Linked DNA regions of Gasterosteus aculeatus: region 2 is linked to region 1. The links are chromatin contacts, called in public Hi-C maps. All regions are on one chromosome and are shown on one strand. The core of a region is the stretch at or near the end of the contact, and the rest is flanking DNA. Distances in the headings are between cores, read along the strand shown.

The links. A called contact is a pair of places that touch in the nucleus more often than the background predicts.
Region 2: a contact with region 1 is called in a Hi-C map of skeletal muscle, with 3 times the contacts expected there. The contact joins the enhancer-like site here to the promoter of LOC120816082 in region 1. A contact is called at or near these places in 2 of 6 Hi-C or Micro-C datasets (both in skeletal muscle).

The regions. Positions count from the first base shown.
Region 1 is chr3:16,142,416-16,146,951 of fGasAcu3.hap1.1, forward strand. LOC120816082 (neuropilin-1a) reads left to right here and starts at 2,421. Exons shown (of 18, transcript XM_040171398.2): 1 at 2,421-3,136; 2 at 3,932-4,106. The coding sequence starts at 3,046.
Region 2 is chr3:16,178,343-16,182,878 of fGasAcu3.hap1.1, forward strand. LOC120816082 (neuropilin-1a) reads left to right here. Exons shown (of 18, transcript XM_040171398.2): 9 at 1,389-1,564; 10 at 1,724-1,879; 11 at 3,533-3,677. Among protein-coding and RNA genes, the nearest start is that of LOC120816084, 15 kb to the right of the region's middle. Within about 2 kb of position 1,824, at least 1 of the 9 cell types and tissues checked has open chromatin away from gene starts, as enhancers often do.

The DNA.
Region 1 (4,536 bases), core at 1,171-3,670:
TGATCACACCGTTGTTTTAATATTTAGTTACTTGAGGTTCCGGTTCCGACTTGAGGGTTTTTACGCTCACTGGTGAGATGCGTTTCACTGAACTGCTCGTATCGTCACGCACACCGGCCCTCACCTTCTGGTTCTGATGCTTCCTCCTGGAGGAGGCTCTCTTTATCCATCCGAGGTTCTGGAAGTTCTCTGAGCAGCACTTTTACTGCTGGACCCCTCGACGTGTTTAATATCACAATGACGGATAACAGATGTTTTCTGTAGGTACATATTAACATAAAAACATGTCCTTTCATGAACAAACATATGGTTGCAGTTTTCTGCATCTCACTCACGCGCTCCAACTCACCTCAACGCAGACGTGATGAGTGAAACACCAACGAGCATTGACGAGATCCATTGAGTTCTTATCGGCCTTTTATTGGATCCTGATTAATGGCTCCCAACACTTCAGCAGAAACATCAGCAGCGTCGCTGCCGTCGGTTTCATCTCCTCCGCGAGTTGTTGTGAGGGGTCAGGACTTCGACTCAGGTGCAGAGCAATAAGGCAACAGAAAATTCTTTCAAGGTTTGGAATCTTTTACTAGGAGAGTAAACTAATGCAAAACAAAGGGGGCACAGGCAAAGGCGGAATCCACACGCTCTTGAAGAAACAAAAAGGAAGAGAGCCTGGCAACAAAGTAGAAACAAGATTACAAAAACAGCACTGGGAATTTAACAACAAACATGTACCTCTAGGAAGGACAAAAGATAACCTGACACAGACAAGTGGGGAACTGAGGCTTAAATACAGGTGGGGGTGATTGCAAACTAAACTCAGCTGTGGGGGGAAACTAGATACAGGAAGTGCCGTGGTTCCAAAAAGAAAACAGGAAGTTAATCTTCACAGTCTCTTCGAGTCGTCACAGTTGCGTTCTCGCTTTGCACACTTTGCCACTGAGGCTATTTGCGTCAGGCGGCGCCGCGAGTGGCGCTGCCAAGGATCCTTTTGTTGTCCCCCGCCAGCCGACGCGCACGAGTGCGGCGACACCAAATCTGGAATCCCAGCGAGCATCTTGTTGGAGACATGGACGTCTGTCCGCTGAGCTCTCGACGATGCAGACTCACTGCGTCCCTCGACCTCGCTGCGTCCCCGATGTGCTCGTCTTCCGTTCCAGCGTTTAAGACGTTATCTTGAGGCCGCTTCACTCGGTGTGCCCCCTTCGGGGGGCCGTGAGAGTATTTCCAATATGTTAAAGCCGAACGTGACGTCGTAATGAGTAACTCGGTCTGTCGCTGCTCTTATAATATTACACGATTATGGTTGGGCTTTAATATTTAATGCTAAAGCTTAGGCAGTGACCTTCAGTGGTTAACACTTTTTTTTTCAGCCCATTAAGAGAAAAACCCCTAAACCAGCTCAGGTTATCTCCGAAATGTAAAATCACCAGATTGGGAGACTGTGGATTTCATTAAGGAACAACGGCTTGTGCGTGTTGTTCGGGTCATTAGCAGCTCTTATAGTGTCTGATAATCACTTCTAAATCTTTTGTGTAGGCTGAAGAAGTGCAGAGCAAGCAGGTTCTAATGAACGGAAACACCTGGGAGAGTCTGTTCACCTCAGCACCACAAACTCATTCTCTCCCTCACTCACCTGTCAACGTTTTTTCAGGTACTTTTGGGGGAAACGGTGAATAAACTTACAGATCAACATGTTTTGGGCAAACTGTGTAACGTGAGAACGTGTGAGTCCCACAGTTGAGACTCCTCAGTGTCCTTGAGCTGAACCTACGTGAGGACACCTTCTGTCCTGGAACAGCTCGTCTCCTCTCACGTGATGAGCCGGCGGCTTTTAATGCAAAATGCAAGACAACGTGCAAATGCTTCTTTGTAGGCAACATTTAAAAGAGCGAACAAATGTAGTCAAATTTGATGTCAGCCTGAATGACCTTCATGGGGCCTAGAGATCATTATGAAGGAGGAAGCTCTCCTGTCACATTTCATCCAGGTTGACGTGGAGAAAGGACAACAAACAAGCAGCGATTTGTCTGTTTCCGAGACGCCGCGCATCTATTTCGGGATAAAACTTGTTTGAATATCTATAAATATACTCGATCCAGTCAGTAGTTGACTTATGTAACCTTCAAAAATACATTTTACATGAACTCATGTAGGTATTATTTGATCAAACCGAAGCCCCCCCCAAAAAAGGTCATTGTAAAAACAAGAAGAATCCTGTAGAATATTGTTGAGTACATTCTGCATTTGAATCTTCCAAACAGACAAACTGAACCAGCCTGAACGCGCGCGGTCACGAGTGGAAGGAATCCGTCTCTCGTTTGGGACGAAGCTCAGACGTGGAGTCGCGCACTGCTCACACCTCCTGCCAGACCCTCAGCCAGCGGGGAGTCTGCGTGCGCAGCCCCTCCCTCCCTCCCTCTCTCTCTCTCCCTCCCTCCCTCTCTCGCATGCGTCGGCAGCGCACAGAGGGCGCACCGGGTTGTCAGTCCGCTCGTCTGTTTGGTCGGAGGTCGCCCGGTTGCGCGCAGCGGGGATCCGGGGAGTGGAAATTCCGCTTGTTACTTTCCCGGCTCGACTCGTATTTCTGAACATTTCTGCTGTGACGGTCGGTCAGTCGCTGCCGTGAGAGAGAGAGAGAGAGAGAGAGCTGAAACAAGGAGCGCAGATCTTGGAGAGCAGCGCTCAGATGTCCGTTGGATCAGAATAGCGCTCAACCACAGATTTCTCCTCCTCAGCGGGAAACATTCTCCCCTCGGAAGTACGACCACCGGGACGCACAGCGGACACTTCTGGCCGACGGATTTTTTTTCTTCTTGTTTTTAGCTTTTGGATTATTCTCCCTTTCCCTTCATTCCGGGGGAGGGCGAGTTGTCTCCCCCCGGCACCACCGGGGATCTCGCGCTGAAGCCCGCAGGATGCCGGGGACCCTACGACGAGCACATCTCACACTTTGAGACTATTGTCTTGTCTCTTTCTGGACGTAACCCCCCCTCACACACACAGGAGTTTTTTTTTTTTGCTTTGGTCTTTCTCTTGTTTTACACAATGTGCGCGTTGGACAATGTGAGGATGCGGAGCGGGTTGCTGTTGTTCCTCCTCTCCCGAGTCACCCTGGTGGCTCCGTTGGCTCAGACCGGTAGGTTGCTGCGCGCGTGCGGTGGCTTGACAACAGGCAGGCTGCGCGCTGAGCATTGATCCACTTTTGCATCATTTTTGCACCATTGTTGCCTCTCACCTGTTATGCATCCCCCCCCCCCCCCCCCCCCGGGAGCAGGGAGCCTGCAGGGATTCAACACTGTTTACTCTAATATATGTAAATAAGGATTACGTTCGGGGAAATAAGCATAAAGTAGTAGCAGTGTATTATCACACTATTATTATTATATTATTATAACGACATTATGGCGCATTTTGGCGCTTTTGCGCGCGCGTGCCACTGAAGCTTGATTTGGGGCTACAAGCAAATTTCATAAATCATTCAATGGGGAAAATTAAAGGTAATCACGCGGGCCGTGTGCTGGTGGAGCAGCAGGCGGCTCGCTCCACCTTTCTGGTGCGCGGTCGCACCTTACGGCGGGCGCATACCTCACGTTATACCCCGCATACCTCACTTCACATACCCCACCCTTTTCAAAAGAGCAGCGCAATCCGAGAGTTTGATCACCTCATTAAAGATGATGGAATCCACCGGGATTGGATTTATAGTCTTAACGCGCGAAGGCGCAGAAACCAGAGCTTTCCCGTCGACGCGGTTTCTGCTCTGGGTGGTGGATGTGTGGATTTACGGAGACCCCCATCTGGAGGTCTCGGCAGCGTCACTCCCCTCGCTGGTGCAGTTCGATCCCGCGCGATAAAACGCGCTGTCTGTCTGTCCCGCGACGTCCGCGTCTGTCTCCGCTAACGACTCCGCTAACTTTCTGTGCCTCTCCAGGTCAATGCGGGGGGAACATCGAGATACACGCCGCGGACTACCTGACGTCCCCGGGCTACCCGGGCGCCTACCCGCCCTCCCAGCAGTGCGTGTGGGTCATAACGGCCCCCGAGCCTGGTCAGAAGATCCTCATCAACTTCAATCCGCATTTTGATCTGGAGGACAGAGACTGCAAGTAAGAGTTCACCCCCCCCCCCCCCTCTTCTCCACCCTTCTCCACCCTTCTCTGTTCTGCTTCTCCCGCTGCTCCTCAACCCTGCCCGGATACAGCGTGGAACTCTGCCCCCTGTCGGTGAAGGAGTCCTGGCTGTGCTCCTTGGGGCTCCTGGGAGTGACCTCAGTGGGGCTTGGTGGGGTTTGGCCTTTCCCTGTTTGCTCCTCGCCGTCCCGGCTTGAGATGCTCGCAGGGAGAAGATAGTGTTTACCTTTCACTCGGCGGCAGAAGTGACCTGTTTGTGTTTGGGAGGAGGAGCACAGCGCGTCGGGCTCTTCTGTTTGCAGGAAGGAACCCGGAGGGTCGAACGGCTGCCGTCGGTGTCTTTGTGAGGACCCTGAGGAGGTTTTTTGTGGGGGCGCCAAAAACGACAGGCGATCGTCTTGTCAGC
Region 2 (4,536 bases), core at 574-3,073, 35 kb after region 1:
CAAACACCAAATGTTTTTCCCGGGATGGAAAGAGCAAGTAATGTTCACACCTTCTGTAAAAACAAAATGAGCGACAGTTTAAAAGACTCCTTGACGGGTTTTTATCCGTTCCCTTCGGACCGCACTCCCTCCCGTAAAAAGCGTTTTTCTCACTTCTGAGCCTCGTGAATCAAACCAACATCTTTTTGGCTGCAGCGCGAGAAACTCCTGCTGCTCTCTGTTGATTTAAAATAAAGCGGCGAGCACAAACTCCCACAGAAGGACACCGTTATTCATTGCCGAGGAGCGCAGGGACATCATTACTCATCCCCCTAATGTTACATAAAGCTCAGTCCTTGATGTGCTACGAGCAGCTCTCTGTGGGAGAGATACTAGACCCTAACTCACAGGAGAGCAGGCCGTAAAGTGCTAGACAGGTGATTCAGGAGATGTAACGACACAGTCGGGAAAGTGTGTGTGTGCGAGTGTGCGTGTAAGTACGCAACATGAAACTGTCATTCATTCCAAAATTCCTCTTTGACTTAATTTTAATCCAATTTCTGTGTTTAATCCTAAACCGATCTCTCTAATCCAAATCATGCGATTTAAAGAGGTAATAAAATACAGGAAGGAAAAGCTCGCAATTGCTCGTTTAACCCATTATTTCTATCCTCGGGGGGGGGGGATTTTCATTATCATGAGCACAGACACGCAGGAACGCACACGGAGGAAACAACAGTGAGCGGCTGTAAAATTCACATTGCGGAGGAGTTTAGGTCCCCGGGCCGTTAATCCGCTGATATAACTCGGGAAGCATTCGGCGAATCCAAATGTCTCCGTGAGACCGCGACTGTTTGAGTCCGGATATTAGATCTACCCCGTTAATTGGCTTAACTTTGCTCGCTATGTCCGGACCATTGTTTCCACATATTTTAAGAGTTTAATTAAGTTTTCTTATTCAGAGAAACCAGACAGCGCGGCTAAAACCTCTCAGTTATCCAGTAAATATCCAACTTTATTTCCTAATACTTGAACAGTATTAGGTTAACAGCCTGAAGGCCACTTGTGGCGTCCTTCCTTTAGCGCACATCTATTCAGTCGTACCCGTGCTCATAGTTTATACCGGTGTTACGGACCTTTGGTTTGAAACGCCTGTTTTGTGCCGTGAACGCTGACGGTCTTCAGCGCAGCTGGGAAGCCGTGATGGAGACCAAACAGTCACGTGACGTGAAGCTTCATGACTCCATGTTGAAAGTAGCTCCACCTCGAGATGTTGAGACGGGTCTTTTTCACTCCCGAGTTTAAACCCAGAGGGCGTCAGATAAAGCCGCTGACTAGAGGGACGAGATAAGGACGTTTTTTTATCGTGCTGTACTCGTTTCTCATCCCCCCTCTCTCTCTCTCTGCAGACTACCCCTGCTTGGGGATGCTGGGGATGGTCTCCGGTCAGATCTCGGATGCTCAGATCGGCGCCTCGTCGTACGCCGACCGGGGCTGGGTGGCGGAAAACGCCCGCTTGCTGACGGGCAGGTCGGGCTGGACCGGCCAGCAGACCAAGCAGCCCTTCAGGAACGAGTGGCTGCAGGTGGGCCGTGACGCTGACCTTTGAAAGTTTGAAGGGGTGGCGTTCGATGGTCAGAACCGCTGACCCGGTTCAAGCCATCTGCTCCCTGTGGTTTCCAAATGATATATTCAGAATGTCTGGACAATCCTTTATCTCTTCATCTTCTCCTTCTCTCGGCAGGTGGATCTGGGCCAGGACAAGATGGTGAGCGGCGTGGTGATCCAGGGGGGGAAACACCGCGACAGGAACGTCTTCATGAAGAGGTTCAAGGTGGGACACAGCCTGGACGGAGACGAGTGGACCGTCGTCAAGGAGGACAACACCACCAAGCCCAAGGTTGGTCCGACATGTCTGACCCGACTGACTGAATTAACACGATTAACGGGATCCATTGCCCAAGATCCCTCCAATCCCAACAATCCAGATTAATTATTCACCACGTTTATGCTTCACTGGCGCCCGTGTTTCCCCTCAGGGGGGGTGTTGGAGGTTGTTAGGATTGGAGAAAAGCAACCACTGCGGGCTGGAAGTGTCCATTCATCTGTGACATGTGTTCAAGTGGAAAGAAATGTGGAAAATAGAAATAAATAAAGGTGACGTGAAATTCATAAATCCATAATAATAAGAGGGTTTATTCAGCTACAAACTAAAAAAGTCACAATAATGTAATTACAGCACAATGTTTTTTTGCATAATTTAATTTTCTCTGGACTAAAAGTTGATGTTGATAAAAAAGTAAATGAGAAGAAGACTGCGGTGCAGCTCAGTTGGATCATTTCATTCACTTCTTCATCTATGAAAGCATCAGTGCCCACATGTCACACTCACTGTCTCCTGACCTCTGAGCGCCGTCTGATTTCTGATCCCCGAGAGGAGGAGATGTGTGTCCTCGCTTCCTGAGGCCCCGCCTCCTCTCCTCCGTCCCGCCCCACGCGTGCGTTCCAGATGGCGGGGAGGAGGACGAGGTGGAGCGTCGGACTCCCGCTGACTCACCGCAGACGGAGATCTAGGCGCTCCTCCGTCCCCTCGCTAATCTTCTCAGCTCCTCAGGAGACGAGGCTGGAAGGCTCGGCGAGGCCGCGGACGCCACGCGAGTGGATACGAGTGTTTGGCTCGCGCGTAGGCGGCACAGCATATGCCGGTTTGTAAACATGAGTGGACAGCCTGGTGGTGGTCCTAGAAAGAGGAAACCGATAGCATGTTTAGAGAAAAACAGGCATGACCTTGAATCCAGGATCGCGCGTGTCCCAAATAACCACTCACGCTCCAAAATCGTCATGATGTTTATGACAATGACGCTCATGGATTAACAGAAACGAGAAAGCTGCGCGTGAACTACAGTTCTCCACCTCTCCGCCCGACGAGAAACCTATGAAGCGAATGGAACAATATATGTCGCAGAACAAACATGCACAAGACAGAACGGTACACTTGCAAACAAATCGCGAGCATTTAAACAGACCCGTAGACCCACAATGCCCCTCTGCAGTAGTAAAGCGTGAGGCGAAAAAGGAGACTTCAGCCCTTCAGACCGGGAGAAGAGCCTCTTGGGTGTTTGGTGTCCCACCTCCTGGCTCCCGGTGTGAAGGAAACCATTTTCATCTGTGCTGCTTCCATGTTGGACCAACAAAAAGTATCTGACTCTGGTTCTGATTTCCTGGCGTTTGTCTTTGTTCTTTGCTCCATTCATTTTCTTTCAGCTTTTTGTGTGTGTGTGTGTGTGTGTGTGTGTGTGTGTGTGTGACTGATACTTGATCAGAAGCAGACTTGATCAGAACAGAGTGTTGTTTGTTCAGTTGTTGGGTCAATGGGCTTTAACTGTGCTGCACAGTGTCCACAGGTCTTCAATTTATCATTCACCTGTTGGGAGAAAACCACGAAGCAAAGCCGACACCGGACGGCTGATCTCAACGTCCGAGTCTGATGCTTGTTCTGTCATCTGGTAAACACTGGTTAGGTCCTGACCCGACTCCCTGTCTTCTGCCTCAGGTATTCCTCGGGAACCAGAACCACGACACCCCAGAGCTGAGGACGTTGGGCCCCCTCCTGACCCGCTTCGTCAGGATCTACCCGGAGAGGGCCACCAACGAGGGCCTGGGCCTCCGTCTGGAGCTGCTGGGCTGCGAACTGGACGGTGGGTTCCAATTGAGGTCACCTTGATGCAAACATGCGTTCAAGAGGTCAAGGATCAAAGACACAGACCACTGCAGGAACAGGACCTGTCAATCCCAAGGTGGCCCCGCCCTAAAGCATACCCTGCTTTATGGTGTATTTGTCTCTACATGGAACATAATCTACTAAATGAACTTCATGCAAATACGGCTTCAAACTAGAGACTGAGACTATAGACTAGTGTTGAAAATTTTTACTGATGGTAACTGAATAAATCAAGAGAGAAGTAGAGTTATTTTCCCATAGACTTCTATGTGACCCCCCCCCCCCCCCCTGGTGGTCAGTAGAGAGAATGCAGCTTTAAGACGCTGCTTCTCTTGTCAGACCACAACGTCTCTTCCTGATGAATAAGTACACTGAAGCAAAAAAAAGAAAAGCCGGTACAAACCGGATCAAGTGAAGTGTGAAGAACGGAACTGCTGTTATCCCTTAAGGCAAGACGGCATCACATGGAGGCTTGATATTGAAGCAGGGCACTCCTGTGGTTTCTGGATCGTGCGGCTCTTTCAGCGGATATTTCCCAAAGTCAGCTGAATTACATTCGTTGAGTAAATATTGAGGTTTAGTTCGAGCATTTTCATCATCATAATAACAAATAGGGTTTGCACAGCGTTTTAAAAGGTACTTAAAGGCACTTTACACGGTCAAACTCAATCTGTATAAACAAAAGAAGAGACATAACATTGAGGAACCGGAAACCTATTCTGACGTAGATGACTTTGAGGCGTGTCGTTTTTATAAAAGGTGTAAAAAAGGCAGCTTATGGTGCTAATGTTTGCTAATGCAGATCATTGAGTTGATGCACGTTGACACACTTTTGT